Linked DNA regions of Mus musculus: region 1 is linked to region 2. The links are chromatin contacts, called in public promoter capture Hi-C maps. All regions are on one chromosome and are shown on one strand. The core of a region is the stretch at or near the end of the contact, and the rest is flanking DNA. Distances in the headings are between cores, read along the strand shown. Region 1 holds the start of Mettl26 (methyltransferase like 26). Region 2 overlaps Unkl (unkempt family like zinc finger).

Evidence for each region. Promoter capture Hi-C pulls out the DNA fragments that hold promoters and counts their contacts.
Region 1: a contact with region 2 is called in a promoter capture Hi-C map of hippocampal neurons, with 2.2 times the contacts expected there. The contact joins the promoter of Mettl26 here to the enhancer-like site in region 2. A contact is called at or near these places in 5 of 39 promoter capture datasets (the C10 cell line, hematopoietic stem and progenitor cells, hippocampal neurons and 2 more).

The regions. Positions count from the first base shown.
Region 1 is chr17:25,873,418-25,877,891 of GRCm38.p6, reverse strand. Mettl26 (methyltransferase like 26) reads right to left here and starts at 2,392. Exons shown (of 6, transcript NM_026686.2): 1 at 2,166-2,392; 2 at 1,770-1,932; 3 at 1,613-1,672; 4 at 1,330-1,397; 5 at 1,153-1,231; 6 at 729-942. The coding sequence starts at 2,362. The coding sequence ends at 895. It overlaps n-TGccc7 (a tRNA gene), which reads right to left and starts at 2,804; the gene lies at 2,734-2,804. It overlaps Wfikkn1 (WAP, FS, Ig, KU, and NTR-containing protein 1), which reads left to right. Exons shown (of 2, transcript NM_001100454.1): 2 at 1-264. The coding sequence ends at 202.
Region 2 is chr17:25,208,906-25,213,494 of GRCm38.p6, reverse strand. Unkl (unkempt family like zinc finger) reads right to left here. Exons shown (of 15, transcript NM_001197024.1): 7 at 3,857-3,941; 8 at 2,609-2,691; 9 at 389-448. Among named protein-coding and RNA genes, the nearest start is that of Gm52286, 22 kb to the right of the region's middle. Within about 2 kb of position 2,739, at least 84 of the 459 cell types and tissues checked have an H3K27ac peak or open chromatin away from gene starts, as enhancers often do. A contact at or near this core is called in hippocampal neurons, where this site is marked.

The DNA.
Region 1 (4,474 bases), core at 1,143-3,642, 660 kb before region 2:
GAGTGGCATGGACTGGGCCTGCCCATGCCCCAACGTGACAGCTGTCGATGGGCCACTGGTCATCATGGGTGAGGTTCGTGAAGGTGTGGCTGTGTTGGACGCCAACAGCTATGTCCGTGCTGCCAGCGAGAAGCGAGTCAAGAAGATTGTGGAACTGCTCGAGAAGAAGGCTTGTGAACTGCTCAACCGCTTCCAAGACTAGTTTTATGCACGATCCCCATCCCTGCCCTCCTTCCTGCTGAATAAATGTCCTTGCCTGTGGGAGTCATAGCCTCTGGGTCCCTTCTAGCTGCAGCGCCCCCACCCCCACCCCCACCAGCACCATCTCCACCCCACTCCCACCAACACTATCTCCACCCCACTCCCCACCCCCACCAGCACCATCTCCACCCCACTCCCACCCCCACCAGCACCATCTCCACCCCACTCCCACCAACACTATCTCCACCCCACTCCTCACCCCCACCAGCACTGTCTCCACCGCACCCCCACCAGCCCTATCTATTCAGTTGGAATCCTTCCAGTAGATGGAGCTTCCAGTTCCTAGTTGAGGTCACCAAGTAGCACCAACTCACTCTTGGGAGCCCTCAGACAGACATACAAGCTTGTCTCCAGGGACATAGGAGAAAGTCAGCTCAGTCCTGCTTCAGCTACACCCACCCCAAGCCCTAATCATCTCCCAGACCGGTCCCCTTTCGCCCTCTCCCAGGTATTCCCAGCAAGCAATGTGGTATAGATAGCCCACAGTGGGCTGGAAAGGATTTATTTTAAGGCCCCTTCAGAACAGGTTCTCTACAGCCCTGTGGCCACCAGACCAGGAGGGGCTAATTTATCCCAAGGACTGAGGGAGGGGCTGAGGTCTAGCTTGTACCGTGACAACTTTTGACAGAGATGCTATTCTTTCCGAAAAATCAGGCACTTGTTGTTGGCTGGCATGTCCACCTGGAAAAACGCTTTGCTGGAGTGACTTGGTTTTTTTTTTGTTGTTGTTGTTTTTGGTTTTTTCGAGACAGGGTTTCTCTGTGTAGCCTTGGCTGTCCTGGAACTCACTCTGCCTCCCAAGTGCTGGGATTACAGGCGTGCGCCACCATGCCAGGCTGGAGTGACTCTTAATCACAGGGAGGCTCCCCACCCCCACATCGCCCTGCCTACCATCCTCTCCAGGACCAAGCCACTGGCCTGGCCTAGTTCCTCCAGAAGGACTGTGTCACGAAGCCCCCACTCTGGGTTCCTGCAGTTGGGGAGGAAGGTAGAAGGCATTTGCAGAGTTGAGGTTATGATCCCGCCTACCCTCTCTCTGAGCCAAGCTACCTCCTAGCCAGATCTGACCTGCATCTGAGGGTCAGGTCAAAGTCCACGTTGCTCTGGGGAGAGATCTTCCCATTGACGGCATAGGGCTGTGAGAACAAGACACAATACATAGGCCCAAAGTCAGTCGTTCCCACACAGCTAGTTTGCAGGATAGGATGGAGTTCTTTCCATAGGAGTATAGAAAGAATAACTTTTTTCTGCACTCAAGAAGGAAAAGGGCTAGCTAGGTCCCGGGCCCTGGGCTTCAAGAGTGGGGAAACACCCAAGGCTGATAGGGGTGTCTTAAGGTAGGGTCACTCACCCCGTAGGTGATCAGCACAGCCTTGGTTTTGAGCAGGTGTCCTGCTGCTCTAAAGAGCCCCTGCAGAGGAAGGCAAGTAGGGCACAGTAAGCCGGGAGCTGGAGACTCATGCTTTCCTCTTTGCAACGTGAAAGCTGGGCTCCACAGTGGTCCCCACCTCTGTGCAGTTCAGGGGGCTGATGTGGATCATATTGATGCAGAGCAACAGGTCCAGCGATCGGGGTGGGATGCCGCCCCATTGCTCCCACTCCCAGGTCACGTCCAGGTACAGCGGAGCCTTCACATTGGACAACCCTTGGGCTCGGGTGGTGGCGGCAATGCTGTGGAGAGCAGCAGCGCATGGGCAAGGGCTGACGAGGCCCCTCAGTGATCGGGGTGTGGGGGGAAAGTCCTGAGGAGCAGCAAGCGGGTATCTTTGTCGACCCTACAGCCCATTGCTTCTACTACCTCAGTCTGGCACCCAAACCTAGGCCTGTCCTGATTTCCGGTCTGCCAGCCCCGCCGTTCACTCAGCCCCAAGCGGCCGCAAGGGAAAGACACCGCGCCGCCGCACCTGTCCAGGCAGCGTTGGTCCACGTCCGACGGCTGCCACTCGGCATTCGGGAAGGCCTGTGCAAAGTGTGCCGCGTGCTGTCCAGAGCCCGAGGCCACCTCGAGCACGCGAACACAGCGCTGGGCAGGATCCACATACTGGCGGAGTACGGACAGGATGGGCTCCTTGTTTCTCTCAGCAGCCGCAGCCATCATCATCGCAGCGGTGCGGCCAGCCCCAGCCAGAATGCGCGCGGGGCACCACGGGAGCTGTGGTCCAGCTCCTGCGCGGGGCACTACGGGAGTTGTGGTCGAAAGGGCCAGCCGCTTGCAACAGTATAACTGTTAGGAGGCCTCTCAACTCCTAAAAGGGTTTGCATCTGCGGGAAACTGATTCCGGCGGCCGGGATTTAGCGGTGACTTCGGACAAGGAACAAGGCTCGAGTAGAGGCTATGGTTTCCTGGAGTCTTTCAGCTGTATTTGTTTAAAAGCTCATTTGTTGCGTTTGCGCCTCACCTTTTTTGGAATGGTGTTTAAGATTGCAAGGCATCCTTCCTTTTCAGAGATGAACGGGAAAATAAAAAGAACATGCGCCGCCCGGGAATCGAACCCGGGTCGCAAGAATGGGAATCTTGCATGATACCACTACACCAGCGGCGCTGTTGAGCGAGACTGCAGTCCGTAGGGCATACGAATTGTGACGCAAGCATGTTAATGTAACAGCATTATGCCTGTGTCTTTTCTGTTGCGCTCCGTTTCTCTATTGGCAAGCGTTTGCAGAACAACATATCCCACCAGATCCCAAAGTGTTGTTGCTGTCGTCCAAGGGAAAGGAGAAAATGTGGGTACCGTGAGATTTATAGACAGGATTTGGTTCTGCGCCATGGAAACCATAGCGGTCGCGATCTCTTGGAAGCCTGAGGTCGCGCTCAGGTCCTGAGGTTCAACAAGCCAAGCCTTGTGGGCATGGGCGGTAACAGAATGGAGCTTGGGGAACCCAGATGCAGGAATCCTCGGGTCTGGGACACTTTGGGCTCAGATGAGCTTTGTGTGACGCTGAGACGGCTGGCATTAGCTCGAGGTCCACGGATAGATAGCAGGAGGCGGTCAGTGACTATTGAAATGAAATTCGAAGCGACAAGTGCACGGACAAGGGTACTTCTCTGATTCTCACCTTTGTGTGGTTTGAAGTGGTTCATTTCTCACAGGGGCTGGATTTTAGAAAATGTCCGAGACGTTCACGCTTGATTGCCAACAGTTAGTTCAAAGGTTGCGTGGGCTACTCTGCCCCATACTACATCATGGAGCTCAGGGTTAAACATGGCTCCTGCTTGGGGCTGTGTTTGAGGTGTCTATTCAGCCGGAGTGACCAGGGGTGTGAGTGTAGTCAAACTGTTAAACTATGTGAGTGACATGGCCCAAGGATGAGATATAGGGTGGCCACTCTAGAAATGCCTCTGAAAAGTTATCAGTCCAGACTCGGGGAAAGTCCTGAAGTCCAACCCCTCACCCACTCTGAGCAGCCCCTGACAGATGGTTATGGATGTCTGACATTGGTAGTGACCTTGACTGGACCTGAGTCAGACTCTCCCTTTTACAGCCTCAGCCTCTGCATACCTGGCTTGCTTTTCCCATAGATTATTCGTGGGATTTTGGGCAGAGGAGCTGGGGGTGTGAGCATCTTCCATATGTCCAAGTTCAGGAGAGGTCGTGGATGATTCTTTCTCTCCATCAAAGTGCAACACTGTTCTAAACATGCCCTGTCTCAAGGAGAGCCCCTGGAAGAGGGCCTGGGACAGCCAGGGAGCTACTTAAATTTCAACTGGGGCCTGTTGGTGGTGGTACTGGAGAGTCAGAGGCTAGTCCACAGTGAGAGAAACTGTCTGGAAAACAAAACAAACAAAACAAAACAAAGAATCAAAATTAATTCTTTTTTTTTTTTTTTTTTTTGGTTTTTCGAGACAGGGTTTCTCTGTATAGCCCTGCCTGTCCTGGAGCTCACTTTGTAGACCAGGCTGGCCTCGAACTCAGAAATCTGCCTGCCTCTGCCTCCTGAGTGCTGGGATTAAAGGCATGCGCCACCACGCCGGCCAAAACTAGTTCCTAAAGCATCGCGTAGCATATACACATTTAGTCTCAGCACACAGAGAAACCCTGTCTGAAAAATAAACAAACAAAAAACCAGGAAATAGGGAGACTGATGACAGCCCTAGATTGATCTTCTTGCTTCCCCTTCCCCACAGGGAGGCTGCGTTAGAGAACAGCGCTCAACAAGACATTTAAGGGTTCTTGGCCTCTGGTTAATACCCTCCTGTGGGAGTTGCTGCTCT
Region 2 (4,589 bases), core at 1,490-3,989:
ACAGTCGCTGCAGCTGACTCAAGGGCCTATATTTCCCAGAGAAAAAAAATGCTACAAGGCTTTGATTTTGTTTTCAAGGTAGGTCACAATTTTCAGGGTGAGGGGAGTGGGGAACCACAGGGTTTCTTTGTGTCCTGGAACGAGCTCTGCAGGCTGGCCCTGAAGTCACAGAGATCTGTCTGCTCTGCTTCCCAAGTGCTGGGATTAAAGGCGTGTATCACTGTCACCACCAGTCTTAAGTATTTTGAACAGTAAAACAAAGGACACATGAATATGAGCAAAAGAAAGAAAACAATTACAGAACAAGTAGGCAGTGGGACTGGGGGCTTAACTCAGCAGTAGAGTGCGGACACAGAAAGGCCTAACAGAAAGCCATGCGATGCTGTACCTGCTTGCTGTCCTCAGTAGCTTTCTGGCTTCCTTCAGAGGGGGAGTCTTTCCTTTTGGCCTGCAAATAGAAGACCCGCTCAGGTTAGAAAGGCAAGGAGACATCTCCTGAAAACACATAGGCCTACACTTTGTTTACAATTTAGAAAATGCTGGAGCTGGTGTGCTGGACTGGGCTTGTAATCCCATTACAAAGGAGACTGAGGCGGGCAGATCGTTGAGTTTGAGGCCAACCTAGGTCATAGAATAAGACCTCATCTCAAAAAAAAAAAAAAAAAAAAAAACCAAAAAACCAAAACAATAACCAACAACCCTACAAAACACTGAGAAAGTGTTTACACAGTTCCTGTTCACTGGTACCCAAAGCTCTTCCCACATTTGGATCACTCAGGGAAAGACAGGCCTTGACACATGTACCAAGCCAAGGAGTTATTCAACAAAATGGCCTGGGTGTGTACAGGTCTCTTTTTTTGTTTGTTTGTTTTTTTCGAGACAGGGTTTCTCTGTATAGCCCTGGCTGTCCTGGAACTCACTTTGTAGACCAGGCTGGCCTCAAACTCAGAAATCCACCTGCCTCTGCCTCCCAAGTGCTGGGATTAAAGGAGTGCGCCACCACCGCCCGGTGTGTGCAGATCTCTTGCTTGACCCAAACAGCACCAAGGCTAAGTCTGTTCAGAATTGCCCAAGGGAGGTTGTGGTGGTTTGAATAGGTTTAGCCTCATAGACTCATGTTTGAAAGTCTGGCTATAGGGAGTGACACTACCAGGAGATGTGGCCTTGTTGGAAGAAGTATGTCACTTTGTGGGAGGTCTGCTCTGCTCAGGCTACACACAGGGTGGAATCTAGTCTACTCGTGGCTGCCAGCCGATCAAGATGTCGAATTCTTAGCTACTCTAGCACCATGCCTGTCTGCACACCGCCATGGTCTTGCCATGATGATAATGAACCTCTGAACCTGTAAGCCAGGTCCAATTAAATGTTGTCCTTTGTAGTGTTGCCTTGGTCATGGTGTCTCTTCACAGCAATGAAACCCTAAGACAGGCCCAGCTGTGCCTCCTTGAAGGAGAAGAGCTCCCAGCATTTCAAGTGGCCCTGTGAGGGTTTTGTGACAATTCCAAGAGACGTGGAAAGTTCTGAGTATAGAGTGCCCGCAGGGTTCCAGGCCCAGAGCAGGAAAGAATGTAGAGATGACTCATCCACAGGCACTCCTCCACCCTCACTCAGAGAGAGAGGGACTCTCGGGAGAGCTCACTGACACCAGCAACAGAGCATCACAGACTGGGGCCTCCTGAGCCGAGAGCAGCAGAGGATGCCTGCCATACCTAGAACACATATGGAGCCTGCCCTACCAGCCAGAGAAGACCATCCTAGGCAGAAGGGCCAAAGAACAAAAGTGACTAAACCCTAGACCACAAAGAAACACCTACAGAACCTCAGGAGCCCTAACAGACTCAGGGTCCAACAGTGGCTTAGCAACCAAGTGCAGCGACACCCTGACTGCATGAGCTGAGCAGAGCGGCTCTGTTCAACTAATTCAGGGAGACTTCTTTTTTTCCCCTCATTTTTAATAGTTTGTTTTTGTTTTGTTTTGTTTTAAGACAGGGTTTCTGGAACTCACTTTATAAACCAGGCTGTCCTCAAACTCAGAGACCTCCTACCTCCACCTCCTGAATGCTGGGCATAAACCACACTGCCCAGCAACCTCAGGACTACGTCAATGTCACACAAACTGTTTAGAACCAAATGCTATTTTAAATCCGTTTTTGAACATCCTGTCCCTATCCTGGGATGGCTCCCCAGGGACCTACTCTAGTGGCTGACTCTGGCACGAACAGGAAGTGACTTCTCAGTCCGAGAACGATCCATCCTCATCACACCCATCAGATACAGGACGCCCCTCACCCAAAGCATGGGGATGCCGAGTAACAGACTGAGATGCTGCATCAGATACCACTTGTTGATGACCTCCAACTGCCTAGGACGGACAGCCCAAGGGATCTGCCAAGTCGAGGGCTGGCAAGGCACCAGATGCCCGCTAAGGCCGAATCCCACAAAGCAGTGCAGCAGGGGCATGATGTCCTGCTCCAGCCCAGGCAAGACTTTTCTAGACTATCTGAGGAGGAATCACAACTCCACATGTAGGCTGCTTTCAGCCACACCACCCAAACCTCACCCCATGCCTGTCCCCTCAGTGGGACTGATCCAAGCAGTGTCCACTTACACTTCCAGGCTGGCTGCTATAAGCTGAGGTGCTGTTGGAACTGAGATCACGGCAGCTCCACTCGTTCACCATAGCCAGGCTCTCTGCCAAGAGAAAAAAAAGAGAAACTGGCACTGAGGGGCCGCCAGCTGGCCCACAGGACAGGTGGAGAGGACCGGTTGATGTTGTAACCACTTCCCTTGTTCTGGGTGGCAGGCCAGCCCACACAGAGCCATGAAATTAAAATAAAAAATTCTTTTTTGCTGGGTGGTGATGGCGGCGGTGCACGCCTTTAATCCCAGCACTTGGGAGACAGAGGCAGGTGGATTTCTGAGTTCGAGGCCAGCCTGGTCTACAGAGTGAGTTCCAGGACAGCCAGGGCTACACAGAGAAACCTTGTCTCGGAAAAAAAAAAAAAAAATTCTTTTTAGGGGCTGGAGAGGTGGCTCAATGGTTGGTACATCTGTTTTAAGGTGTGTATTCTGTGTGGATGTGTGCATGTGAGTACAGGTGCTCCGGGGGTCCCTGAGTGTGCATTTGATTCCCTAGCGGTTGTGGGTGCTGGGAATTCAGCTCTCGACTCTGCAAGAGCAATGCATGCTCTTAACTACTGAACCATCTCTCTAGCCCCAAATAGTGCTATTTGGGTTCAATCATTTTTAACATGAACAACAACATGTCAAGTGTGATCAGAAACAGCTGCCACTCCAACTGGAACAGAAAATGAAGTCTGAGCTTGCAACTGCTTTATAACCACCAGAACTCAGACTCCTGAGCTGGGGGAGCAGCTTTAGAGAATCAATTATGAGCCTATGTGACAATAAATGACCGTAGGGTCTGAGGCCAGCTGGCCAAGCCCAACTAAGGATCTTGGCACCTCTAGCTACAGGGACAGAAAGTGACTCTACAAAGCCACTGACACTCAGTCCCAGCAGGACAGCAGCAAAGCAGGTGAGCACGAGAATGACAACAGATCCGTATCCCCAGGAGGCAGGTGGGACCTAGGAGGCCGGGGACAGGGGTCCTTTCAAGCATCACAGGTCTAGTCTGTCCCAGGTGCAAAGGGCAAGGCAGGTCCAGCCATGAGGCATGAGCCCTCCCCTCTCCCTGCCCCCACCCCAGCCATCTCAACGGGCATTATATACAGGATTCCCAGACATGCCTAGTCCCAGGTCACTGTGAGACTGTGGAGCTGCTGAGTGAGCTCCTTGGCCACATGGTGGCTGAGGTGCCCCCTCCCCCACACCCCCCTGAAGATCGTCTACTTACTCTCAGTGTGTGCAAAGGCACAGAAAGGGCCCCGAGGGCAGTAGCCAGTTTGGCGCATATCGTTGCATTTTGTAGATTTGTAGATCTAGGAAATCAGACAAAACATGGTGGCTTAGTGATCTGTTTTCTATGAAGCGCAGCTGGCCGCTTAGAACACCGAAGCAAACAGAGTGAGTGAGCACTTCCCAGCTGCAGAACAAATCTGCAGTGTCTCCAAAAGCTCATGAAGGCCTGGCTCTTAGACCAGAAGATGCTGGACCGGTGACAAGGCAGGGCCTAGTGCAAGGCCCCTGTAACTATGAGATATGCTTGTGATCATGACTGGGAACCTCCAAATCTTTGAGCTACACAACCCTTTCCTTTCTAGTGATAGACAGATGGCCACCATACCATTTGCCCCTAGATGCCCTTGGTCCTAAAAACCCTCCGCTCTGCAAAATGTATTGGTCAGAGCCAAGTCTGTCTGTCAGACCGCCAGGCAAAGACTACTTGACACTCTGGAAAGGTGTCTGTCTGGTAGACAGCAGAAGCTCGAGCAATGCCTGTTCAATGATAGGTGCTTATACAAGCACCTATCTTACGACCAGACTGCCCACTACTTCACCATGGGGACCTGGGAAAGAACGAAGACAAGACTGGCACCCAGGAGCCAACATTCCCTAGATACCAAAACAACACTACCCACTCAAAAGGCTCAGGGAGGGCATGACAACAGCCCCTGCACTAGCACACT